2 separate regions of the Danio rerio genome follow, and region 2 is linked to region 1. A link is a contact called in public Hi-C data. All regions are on one chromosome and are shown on one strand. Each heading gives the region's core, a stretch centred on a gene start, on an enhancer-like site or on the middle of the called end of the contact. The rest is flanking DNA. Distances are from core to core; before and after follow the strand shown.

The links. Hi-C and Micro-C count contacts between places; a contact is called where the count stands out from the background.
Region 2: a Hi-C map of embryo shows a contact between it and region 1, with 2.0 times the contacts expected there. The contact joins two enhancer-like sites. A contact is called at or near these places in 2 of 18 Hi-C or Micro-C datasets (caudal fin and embryo).

The regions. Positions count from the first base shown.
Region 1 is chr8:62,967,511-62,973,659 of GRCz12tu, forward strand. All of the region lies in intron 2 of nr6a1a (nuclear receptor subfamily 6, group A, member 1a), which reads right to left. Among named protein-coding and RNA genes, the nearest start is that of mir181a-2, 49 kb to the right of the region's middle. Within about 2 kb of position 1,426, at least 27 of the 62 cell types and tissues checked have an H3K27ac peak or open chromatin away from gene starts, as enhancers often do.
Region 2 is chr8:63,027,408-63,033,535 of GRCz12tu, forward strand. The region is part of intron 2 of nr6a1a (nuclear receptor subfamily 6, group A, member 1a); the gene reads right to left. Among named protein-coding and RNA genes, the nearest start is that of nr6a1a, 9.8 kb to the right of the region's middle. Within about 2 kb of position 1,679, at least 33 of the 62 cell types and tissues checked have an H3K27ac peak or open chromatin away from gene starts, as enhancers often do.

The sequences.
Region 1 (6,149 bases), core at 176-2,675:
CCCTAACCTGCCTAGTTACCCTAATTAACCTAGTTAAGCCTTTTAATGTCACTTTAAGCTGTATAGAAGTGTCTTGAAAAATATCTAGTAAAATATTATTTACTGTCATCATGGAAAAGACAAAATAAATCTGTTATAAGAAATAAGTTTTTAAAACTATTATGCTTAGAAATGTGCTGAAACAATCTTCCCAGAACAGAACAAAAATTAAATAAACAGGGGCGCTAATAATTCAGGGGGGGCTAATAATTCTGACTTCAACTGTATACCACATACCAAGTGTTTTTTTTGCTATTTTTCAATTGGAAATATGTGCCCAGAGCTACATTTTTGAAAACCAACAAATACATAACCTTGACTATGTTTTCAGCCAGATTTTTTTTTAGTCCACTAGAGGGTCCCATGTACATCTCAAAATACGTTACTGAGGCACGTTTTTTCATACATGCCATTTCTCGTAAATCCACCAGAGAGCTTTGTGAAGGTTTCTGCAAATATTAACAGTATGCACACAATAAAATAATTATTTTACGGTATACATTTTATTCTGCGGTAACAATATATACCACATACCATGCAGCACTGTAAAACTATCGTGCCATTTAAAAAAAGTTTAATAAACCAATAAAAATAGATGAATAAATAAAGGTAATAAATGGTATACATTTGTTACTAAATGGTCCTTATTAATACCTCAAGGGTATTTATTATATTAGTACTTAAAAAGTACAAAAGTCTACCTTTTGCGATCTTTAGGTACTAATATATACCTCAAGTTACCAATCTGAACACTTTAAGTACAAATATGTACCTTTTAAAAAGGTACCAGCCCAGTGACATCTCTCGTACCTGTGTTTTCTTCTCTAATAAATGAGTTGCGCCTCAGAAGATAAAGATGAAATGCAATGAACGCAGTGGCTTTTGGGATGAATAATACTAAAGCACTGATGGCGAAAGTGTTTTACAATCAGCAAAACAACATTTCAGATTTTACAATGTGATCTAAATGCTAGTCTGTCCATCAATGTCTCACATCACACACATTTTCATCAACAAATCATCTGCTCAAACTAAATCATATCACTTTACTAATTTTACCCTAAATGTGCTTCCATTATGGTTTATGAACCTTTTCTCAAACGTATGATCTACTCAGCTTTTCTAATGCAAATTTTCTGAATTTATGCACGTCTCAGTGTTTTCAATAAGTGTTTTTAACGCAATTTTTCAAAATGTGCACAAAAATAGGTGGATTGAAACACAGCTAGAGACACAAAATGTGTTAGATTCAGAGAGTTAAAGGTAATATTTGAGTTTGAAACAGTTTGAAATGGGTCTGTCACGTAGGAGACAGCTGCAGGATGCGGTCAGGGGCCCCCAGATCCCAGTGTGTGTGTATGTGTGTGTGTGTTGGGGGTGGGGAACATGTCAGGGATCATGAAGTTTTGGCGCACAACACACAAGCTCTGAAGGATCTCAGTTAATGCTCTGATGACAAATGCATATTTATTACTGCAGAAATTTAATATAGTTGTTACGATAAGGGGGAAAAAGTGTGTGCTGGAATTAGACAATCATTAATCACTCCAGTTATGTGTATGGAATGCAGAGCTGTTGCTTTTTTGTGGCATTTTTTGTGGCAAGAACAAAAAAAAGCCTAGTCTTTTGAAACATAATATTGTCACAGTATGGTGGTTAACACACCAGAGGCGTCTTTAAATGCACTCAATCAACACACCGAAAGACCTTTCAAAGAGTCTAAACCTGCACAACTTTAACTACATTACAGAGCGTCATTTTCCTAATACACTGAAAAGAAGAGGATTTTCTTATTTAGAGTTTTTGTCTTGTTTCTAGTCCAAATATCTAAAAATAATGAATAAATTTAAAAAATAAAATAAATTAGAAATCTAAATTAAGTTAGTTTTTCTTTGAAACTATAGATAATCTGTCAATCAGGTAGCTGAAATATTCTTATGTCAAAATAAAGAACAAGATTACTTTGCTTTTCCAATATCTCATTCAAATGAGTTAATCCAAAATACCCATCAAGTGTGTTTATTTCCAGAACCTTTACTTTCTCTGTTGCTTTTCTTACGTAGAGTTTTTGTCTTGTCTATAGTCAAAAGATTCTTAAATCTAGAAGCATTTTCTAGACAAGTACAAAATGTTGTCTTGTTTTCATAAATAATGAGTCAAAATTAAGTGAGTTTTTCCTTAAAATAAGCAAAATAATCTGCCAATGGGGGAAGTGAAATAATCTTATGTCAAGTCTTATTTAAAAAAAACAAGATTATTTTGCTTTTCCTATATCTCATTAAATGAGTTCATCCTAAATAATCATCGAGCGTATTTATTTCCAGAACCTTTACTTTCTATGTTGCTTTTCTTACTTAAAGTTTTTGTCTCATTTCTAGTCCAAAAATCAAAAAATTCTTAAATCAAGAAGCATTTCTAGACAAGAACAAAATATTCTCTTGTTTTCATAAATAATATGTCAAAATTAAGTAAGGTAAGGTGTGGTAAAACTTCATTGTCCCAGTTAGGGAAATTTGTCTTGGGCTCTTGTCATCACATACATAGAAAAACAATACAAACAACAGATAAGTACATAAATAAATAAATCTATACCCCCACAAATGCATACCCACAAATGCATAAATAAATAAGAGAGACAGAGATACTCTCAGTCTAAGCCACCACTATTTAATAGCTTAGCACTCACTGGATAAAAAAAGTTTCTATATCGGTATAATCTAGAGTTTTTAACTTATGAAGTGAGTTTTTCCTTGAACCAAGCAAAACATTCTGCCAATGGAATAAGTGAAATAAACTTATGTCACAATAAGAAACAAAATTATTTTGCTTTCCCTATATCTCATTCTGTTTAAATGAGTTAAAACAAAATAACCATCAAGCGTATTTATTTCCAGAACCTTTACTTTCTCTGTTGCTTCTCTTACTTCAAGTTTTTGTTATGTTTTTAGTCCAAATATATAAAACTTCTTAAATCAAGAAGCATTTTCTAGACCAGTACAAAATATTGGCTTGTTTTCAGAAAGAATGAGTCAAAATTAACGACTTTTTTATTAAAACAAGCTAAATAATGTGTCAATGTGGGAGAAGAACTAATCCTATGTCAAATCTTCAGAAAAACACAGATTATTTTGCTTTCCCTAGATCTCATTATGTTTAAATGAGTTAATCCAAAATACCCATCAAGTGTGTTTATTTCCAGAACCTGTACTTTCTCTGTTGCTTTTCTTACTTGTAGTTTTTTTTTTTTCTTTTGTACATACCATACATTGTTAATATGGCAAGCTTTTAAAGGACAATAATGTACAATGTTTATTTTTCAATGTTTATTCTTTGGGTGAACAATTAATCTAAGTTAATCCACTGAAAACAAATGTATGCTTATTTCATGCATGTTACTCAATATTCAGTTTCAATAGTAAGTACATCAACATGCCAAAATAAAAGACTCGGCAGCTTCTGATTCACACTGACTACGTATTTAAATATCAAAACAGTTACATTAAATTTTACAATTTTACATTACTCATTTGACCATTTTTGATTAAATTAAAAATTATGGAAATATTTTACATGGAAATATTTCATTAATTTAGATGATGGGATGGGATGATCAAGTCTTTTTTCTATGCCATGCATCTGCATAAATACATTACTAGCAAAAATAAATCAATCCAGGAAGTCTTAAAGTATAGAAATTGAACAATCAAATGTAAAGTAGCACGGTCATTGTTGTATAAATAATATAAACGATTTATATATTCATGCTTCATCTATTTTCCTTCGGCTTAGTCCCTGACTTATCAGGGGTCGCCACACCGGAATTAACTATTAACTATTCTAGCATACGTTTCACACAACGGATACCCTTCCACCTGCAACCCAGCACTGGGAAACACCCATACACACTCATTCACAGCGCATGTGTTTGGACTGTGGGGGAAACCTGAGCACCCGGAGGAAACCCACGCCAACACGGGGAGAACATGCAAACTCCACACAGAAACACACTCGGGAGTCCTTTTTGCTGTGAGGGCACAGTGCAAACCACATATAATATTGTATATTATATATTGTTCAATATTAAACGCATAGATAAACAACAGATAGGATAAATAACCGAGCACAACTGACTGACACTAATAGTTTGGATTTCTCTGTTAGCATCCTGAGCTTTATCCAGGTCCTGGAAACACTCCTAAAGCAATCAGCTTCACAAAGTGGAGTTTGGCTGCCAGTAATAATGGAAGATGAGGATTTTTGGCAGTCTGATTTATGAGGCTGCACCGCTGCAAAGGAAAGATGTTACTCGAGTCCCAAAATCAATATTTATACAAGGTTTATGAGATCTCGTCAGGTTTACAACTACAGTACAACCGCAAGAGCAAATCTCTCTGACATTACAAGATCTCAATGTGCGCTGAATGAAACCACCAGTGCTCATTACATCCATCATGACGAGTGGCTCAGAACATAACAGCTCACTCGAATAAAACAAATGGATTTTGGATGGCGATGTCCAAAGATTTAACCAGCAAGCAAGAAATAAAAAATAAAAAATAATAACACTGCTGTTAGGTTGTAGTTCATAACTAATTAATCTGTGATTCTGCAAAAATCACTTTTATAAGGGGTTAAAACACAGTAGCAGTGTGAATATATCCAGCCTCTAATGGTGAACGTATTAATTCTACTGTTTATAATCAGACTTGATCAAAACAGCCTGCAGAAACACTTTGACATTCTCTATTTGTGCGTCATCAGAGCGGGAAAGCCCCGCCCACTAGTGACAATCTCTCCCTCATTAGCATAAACAGCAGCCATGACTGAGAAGCAGCCAATCGTCCATTAGCCATTAGAGTGTTTGAGCTGCTGAAGATAATGGGCTCCATCATACACCCGGCGCAATAAGGAGCAAGACGTGATTTATTGCCGTTTTTAGACCAGCGCAACCCTAATTTTCACGTTTTGCACCATATTATTTAAATATCAAATCTATTTGCACCACTTTGTGGACTCATGTGTGTGCTGGTCTATAAGGGAGGTGTGTTAAGGTGCACTGTTGGTGCGTTGCTATTTTGAGGAACTGAAATAGACCAACAGTGCCATTGACCAACTAAAAGCTGCTCTAAAGTCCAGCAGAGCGCGTTAGTTATGCACCTATGCAGGTCCAGACGCTTACACACTGCTGAATATACACAGGATGAACAGCAACACACAAATATCTTTACAGATGAAAACACTTAAAGATTAAAATGATCCAGAAATGATGATTTTCTCCATCAGTATAAACAGCACTGCCTCTATGCCTTCTTCTCCTCGGGGGGCTTTTTCAGTTTATTGATAACGATCTGCATCTGTATAACGTGATTATTATTATTAGCAGTATTATTTATTATCTGTATATTTATATTTGTTTTAATAAACACAAGTGTAGATGTGTCCAGCTGTGGGGTTTTGGAGACGTCTGCATCAGCATATGGGGCATGAGAACAGAACATGTGTTTGGATATAACTTATGTATAAAATATTAGAACTGAATTTAGAAATAGTTGACACAAATCTTTGCACTTTACCAAGGAAATGAAATATGTGGGCTAATGGATGTGTTTAGTGAAGAGAGTTTCCACCGTTTCTTCACTTAACCAAAGTAAAGGAGTAAAGTAAAGAGAAAGTAAAGAGGCTGAATGGAGGAGGCTCGTTCTTTATCCTCGTGCTGCAGATGCTCTGTTTAACTGTGTTCTCACTAGTGAAGCGTTCAGTTTTTACGCTTATAAAATCTACCATGTAAATAGCAAATGCACCATAGAGCGACACAACCGACTCTTAAAAAGGACTGTGAAATGAGACTCTGGTTGGTTTAATGCACATTATGCTCAAAACACACTCAGACCTCATACAGAGAATAAGCACAGCCCTGTTAAAGCATGCGTCAGGGCACAGAGCGTATTTTACCATCCTTAAAAAGCAAAAGTGGATTCGAACACACCCTTAATGCTTTTGCACCACGAGCTTTAGACTATGCACCTAGATCATTAAAATAGAGCCCAATGTCAGCATAGACTAAGACGACTGTAAATGTGGAGTTTTAGATGAAGCACAAATGAACAGCA
Region 2 (6,128 bases), core at 429-2,928, 60 kb after region 1:
TAATTAATGACCAATTAATTACTTGTAGCCTACCGTTTAAACTACCTGACCTGCATGGTCTTTGTTTTACCCATAAACAAATCATACAGTAAATGAATAAAGGCAAGACACACACATAATTACCACCTGTCAATCACTGTTTCTGCGGGACTCGTGAATAGGCAGTGATCTGTGTCGTTATAATGGCGTCGGTAAAAAAGACGCACAACCAACAGGAACCAGCCAACAGTATCTGAGGTGTTCGCTAAAATGACCAAGTACAAGTGAGTGAAAGATTGAAGCAGTCCTCTGACTGCCTGGACCCGCTGTCTCGAGCGCATGGCTGTGTGTGCGTCTGTGTGTGTGTGGTCACGTGATGTGCATTTTCAGAGGTAGAGAGGAAGGAGGGCTGCTCAGAAATGCTACACGCCACTGTGGATGTCAAATCGTTGTCGTTCTAAAATGCCATTTAAAAACAGAGACAGTGTAAACAGGGCCTGAGTGTGTACTTTTCGCCAGCGGATTTGCAACGGGGGCGGGCGGAGGATCATGATGCCGGTGTTGTCTATCGGACGAATCCCAATACGTACATAGCAGAGCTTGCAAAACTGTGTTTTTTTTGTCGACATCATGAACGTTGTCAACATAACTCACTGGAAATCCAAAATTCTTCCACACCGGCGACTTCATTGAAAGAGGAGAGGGTTTAAGCTCTGTCGACGGGTCTCCTGCTTCTGCAGTTTAACAAGCACTTCAACAAGACTGTTTTTTTCCCGCTTGGCAAGCCAAGCTGACGTGACATGGGGGCGTGGCTGCATCGACGATTCTATTTTTTGATTCGATAATCGAAATTGAGCATAAATTTCGATCGATTTCGATTAAAAATAGAAATCGTGACACCCCTACTAATTAATACCCTCATGTGGAACTCTGAATCTGCGTCTCATTTTGGAGTCTGCTACTGTCCACCTGATGTCGCATTTCAGTCACATACACATGCTTCAGAGCCTTCCTGACTGACTGACTGAATGAATGAAATGCGCTGTTTTCCACCATCTGGCAACCCGGGGTGCTGAAATATAATTGGCTAAACTGACATTGGGCGGGTTAAATGATCAAAACATAGACAGCCGTTCCGGCAAGTAACGCACATGTTCAAAGCAGAATATCTGACTTTTCAGATTAACAAGAATATTCACTGAGCATGTTTCTGAATATCTCCACACATGTGATGCTGCTTTTCTGCTTCGGAAGAGTCAAACACTGACATACAGCAGCTTTAAAACATGGAAATTTATTGTTTTACCCCGGCGTTTTCGAATGCGTTTTCGTAAACGAATGCTGAAGTCTGTTTAACTGATTGTATTTTAATTTTATTACAACATCAACGCTGTTAAAGCAAGCTTAAGAAATTGAAAACCCTCATCTGTGGGGGAAAACACACTAGCTGTGCATATATAGCCCATTCGCACCCTGGCTGTTCCTCGGGCCGGCTTCATTGAATGGGTCTGTAAGAAAGTGATCTGTGCGAGAGCGGCGCGGCGAGGGAAGGTATGTGTGTTTGGCCCTGTTATGTGAGGACAGCAGAGAAGCATGTGTTGGAACGGAGCCAAACGTCTGCATCTGGGTGCCGAGTTCATCGAGGGCACATGAGGAGCGAGAGCCCTTAACATACACACACACTGCTCAATACTGACACCGTGTGGAGCTTCTGTCCTCACACACGATTCTGTGTGTGTGTGTGTGTGTGTGTGTGTGTGTGTGTGTGTGTGTGTGTGTGTGTGTGTGTGTGTGTGTGTGTGTGTGTGTATGTATGTATGTATGTATGTGTAATTGTGTTTGTGATTGTGTTTTCAAATGTGTTTGTGTGTGTGTGTGTGTGTGTGTGTGTGTGTGTGTGTGTGTGTGTGTATATGTTTTCAAATGTGTTTGTGTATTTCTGTGTGAATGAGTGTGTTTGTGTTAGCAAGTGTGTGAGTTTGTGTATGTTTGTGTTTTCAAATGTGTGTGTGTGTGTGTACACAGGTGTGGTGTGATTGAGTTTATGTAAATGTGTGAGAGTGTGTGTGTGTGTGTGTTTAAATGTGTTCACGTGTATGTGTGTGTCTGTAAATTAGTGTGTTTTCAAATGTGTGAGTTTGTTAGTGTGCTAAAGTGTGTTTGTGTGTGTGTTTGTGTGTATGAATGAGTGTGTGTTCAAGTGTGTGCGTGTGTATGTGTGCAGTCACAAGTGTGTTTGTGGGTGTTTTTAAATGTTTGTGTTTGGATGTAATTGTGTTTGAGTGTGTAAGTGTGTGTTTAACCATGTTTTTGTAATTTGAGTGTGTAAGTGTGTGTTTGTGTGTGTTTAACCATGTTTTGTGTGTGAATGTAATTGTGTTCGAGTGTGTGTGCGCATTTAACTGTTTGTGTCTGTGTGTGTGCCTGTTTGAGTGCAAGTGTGTTTATGTGTGTGTTTGTGTGCGTTTAATCATGTTTTTGTGTTTGTATGTGTGTGTGTGCTCGTATACTTGAGTATGTGTGTGTGTGTGTGTGTGCGCGCATTCGCAACTGTATTTGCGTGTGTTTGGTTGTGTGTTTAACCATGTGTTTTTTTGTGTTTGTATGTGTGTGTGCACGAATGTATACATGTGCGCACACATTCACAAGTGTGCTTGTGTGTGTTTAAAGTGTGTGTTTTAATGTTTTTGTTTGAATGTAATTTGGTTTGAGTATGTGCATGTTTGTGTGCGTGTTTAACTGTGTGTGTTTGTGTCTGTCTGTTTGTGTGTGCGCCTGTTTGACCATGTGTTTTTTTGTGTTTGTGTGTGTGTGTGTGTGTGTTAGTCCGTCTGCACAGGTCACAAACCCCAACCCCAGTGGCAGACACAACATCCCAGCGGCGACCCCTCTCCACAAATCCAAACAAAAACCCTGGACACCTCGGCGGCTTTACCACAACACCCCGTGTGCTGCTGACTGGCCCGCTTTCCCATAATCCCATTGGACACGGCCGCCACACACACACAGCTGATTGGACGGCAGCTGGAGTCGCCATGGAAACCAGAGGGATGATCAGGAAGCTGACAGGCTGCTCAGATTAAGTGCAGCGCTTCGCTTTTATTTGGGGTTTAGACCCTACACAACTCTATTAGCCCTCAAACTAATGCTCAAATCACACACACACACACACACACACACACACACACACACACACACACACACACACACACACACACACACACACACACACACACACACACACACACACACACACACACACACACACACACACACACACACTTGAAAAGGACAGTTTACTTTGCATCTGGATTTAGATTACAGACCCTCCAGAATGTAGTGGGGACGTGAAGTGGCTACAAAAACAACACTTTACACAGAAATACAGATTATGTCCAGCAAACTAGATCTCTCTCTAGAATTATTCGCCCTCCTGTATATTTTTCCCTAATTTCTGTTTAACGGAGAGAAGAATATTTCAGCACATTTCTTTTCATAATAGCTTTAATAACTCATTTCTAATAAATGATTCATTTTCTCTTTACCATGATGATGCACAAATTTGACTAGACATTCTTCAAGACACTTCTATACAGCTTAAAGTGACATTTAAAGGCTTAACTAAACTCATCGGCCACTTTATTAGGTACACCTGTCCAACTGCTTGTTAACGCAAACTTCTAATCAGCCAATCACATGGCAGCACCTCAATGCATTTAGGCATGTAGACATGGTCAAGATGATCAAAGCAAGCATCAGAATGGGGAATAAAGGGGATTTAAGTGACTTTGAACGTGGCATGGTTGTTGGTGCCAGACGGGCTGCTCTGAGTATTTCAGAAACTGCTGATCTACTGGGATTTTCACGCACAACCATCTTTAGGGTTTACAGAGAATGCTCCGACAATGAGGAAACATCCAGTGAGCGGCAGTTCTGTGGGCGCAAATGCCTTGTTGATGGTCAGAGGAGAATGGCCAGACTGGTTCCAGCTGATAGAAAGGCAACAGTAACTCAAATAAGCACTCGATACAACCGAGCTCTGCAGAAGAGCATCTCTGAACACACAACACGTCCAACCTTGAGGCGGATGGGCTACAGCAGCAGAAGAGCACACCGGGTGCCGCTCCTGTCAGCTAAGAACAGGAAACTGAGGCTACAATTCACACAGACTCACCAAAACTGGACAATAGAAGATTGGAGAAACGTTGCTGCTCTGATGAGTCTCCATTTCTGCTGACACATTCGGATGCTCGGCTCACAATTTGGCCTCAACAACATAAAAGCATGGATCATCCTGCCTTGTATCAGCGGTTCAGGCTGGTGGTGGTGGTGTAATGGTGTGGGGGAGATTTTCTTGGCACACTTTGGGTTCATTAGAACCAATTGAGCATCAACGCCACAGCCTACCTGAGTGCTGCCTACCATGTCCATCCCTTTTTGACCACAATCTACTTATCTTTTAAAGCAGTGGTTCTCAAACTGTGGTACGCAGGCTTTCTTCTAGTGGTACGCGGAGGAATGAAATGTCATGTACATGCTACACAAATTTCAAAATTTATCAAAAATGATGTATATAATATGTCATATATGACATATAGCCTATATTTCTGATGTAATCTGCCACGTTTTTTAACTGTGCAGAGTTGTAGCTGCTTTACTGGGCCTACTGCGCTACTGTATTTCAATACTGCTCATTTTGGTGGTACTTGGAGATACAATTGTTTTCTGAGGTGGTACTTGATGAAAAACGTTTGAGAACCACTGTTTTAAAGGCTACTTCAAGCAGGATAACACTCCATGTCATAGAGCGTGAACATCTCAGGCTGGTTTCTTGAACATGACAATGAGTTCACTGTACTCAAATGGCCTCCACAGTCACCAGAGCTCAATCCAATATAGAGCAAAATCTCTGAGGAATATTTCCAGTTCCTTGCTGAATTTTGTCTTCTCATACTTCAGCCTCCACATCAAAGCTTCTGAAAGCAAAGAAGGTGCTCCAAGATTGGCCAGCCCAGTCACCAGACATTAACCATATTGAGCATATCTAGGGTAAGATGAAGGAGGAGGCATTGATGATGAACACAAAGACTCTTGATGAACTCTGGGAGTCCTGCTGAACACTTTCTTCTTCATTCCAGATGACTTTATTAATCAGTGATGTGAGTCATGTCAGAGATGTATGGATGCAGTCCTCCAAGCTCATGATGGAGTCAGACACAATATTCATTCTGTCTCCACTGCAGCAGGACTTTATATTCTATACTGGACATTATTTCTGTTCAGTGATGAGACTTTTGTCAAAACAAAGGCAGACCTACGGTCCTAATAAAATAATTAATAATCAAGACATGATCACATTTTACTCTGGTCAAATCTAGCGTCATCTAGAGGCCTTAGCCTTTCATATAAAACACTTCTGATACCAAATGATCAACTGTAAGTCCAGTTATTATTTGCTGTCCCTAAAGCTTGGATAGGCGACAAGACTTCTGTCAGGTAGTGTATAATTCAGACTCAACATTGCATGTCAGCTATGTGACTATTGTGGATGCGCACACTGCAATATCTATGCTGAAATTATATATCGTACAGCCCTAATTTGAAGAAATAAAAAAACTTTCAGCCACCTTTATTACTTTGTTCAGTGTTTTTCAGCATTCAATCAACTCCTGATGGATCAAATCCAGTATCCGTCACAGTTTGAGGCGGAAATGTATCAGACGGTGCTCACATTTACAGCTGTAGCTCATAACTCAGCGACCCACAGCAACAATACCGCCTTTCTCTGAGGGCTTCTCCTACAGGTCCCTCATGCCTCTTTCCCAGAGGTTTACATGCGGAGGTCACTCTGAGGTCAGCAGTGGATGAACTCAAAATGACCTTTCCTCATACAGCTGCCACCTGGCACACACACACACACACACACACACACACACACACACACACACGTACAGCTATATTTATGGAGACTCTCCACAGCTGTAATGATGGTTCTACTGTGCACACTGTATATTGTCAAAGACTCTAGACCAAGTAAGACGTGTCGCTCATTTTATTTTGAATGGGGAAAAGCATAACGGTCAATATTGCAAATTAAGCCCCGCCTACTAGTACAGGAGCCAATCAGAAATCGCTATACACTCAGGATT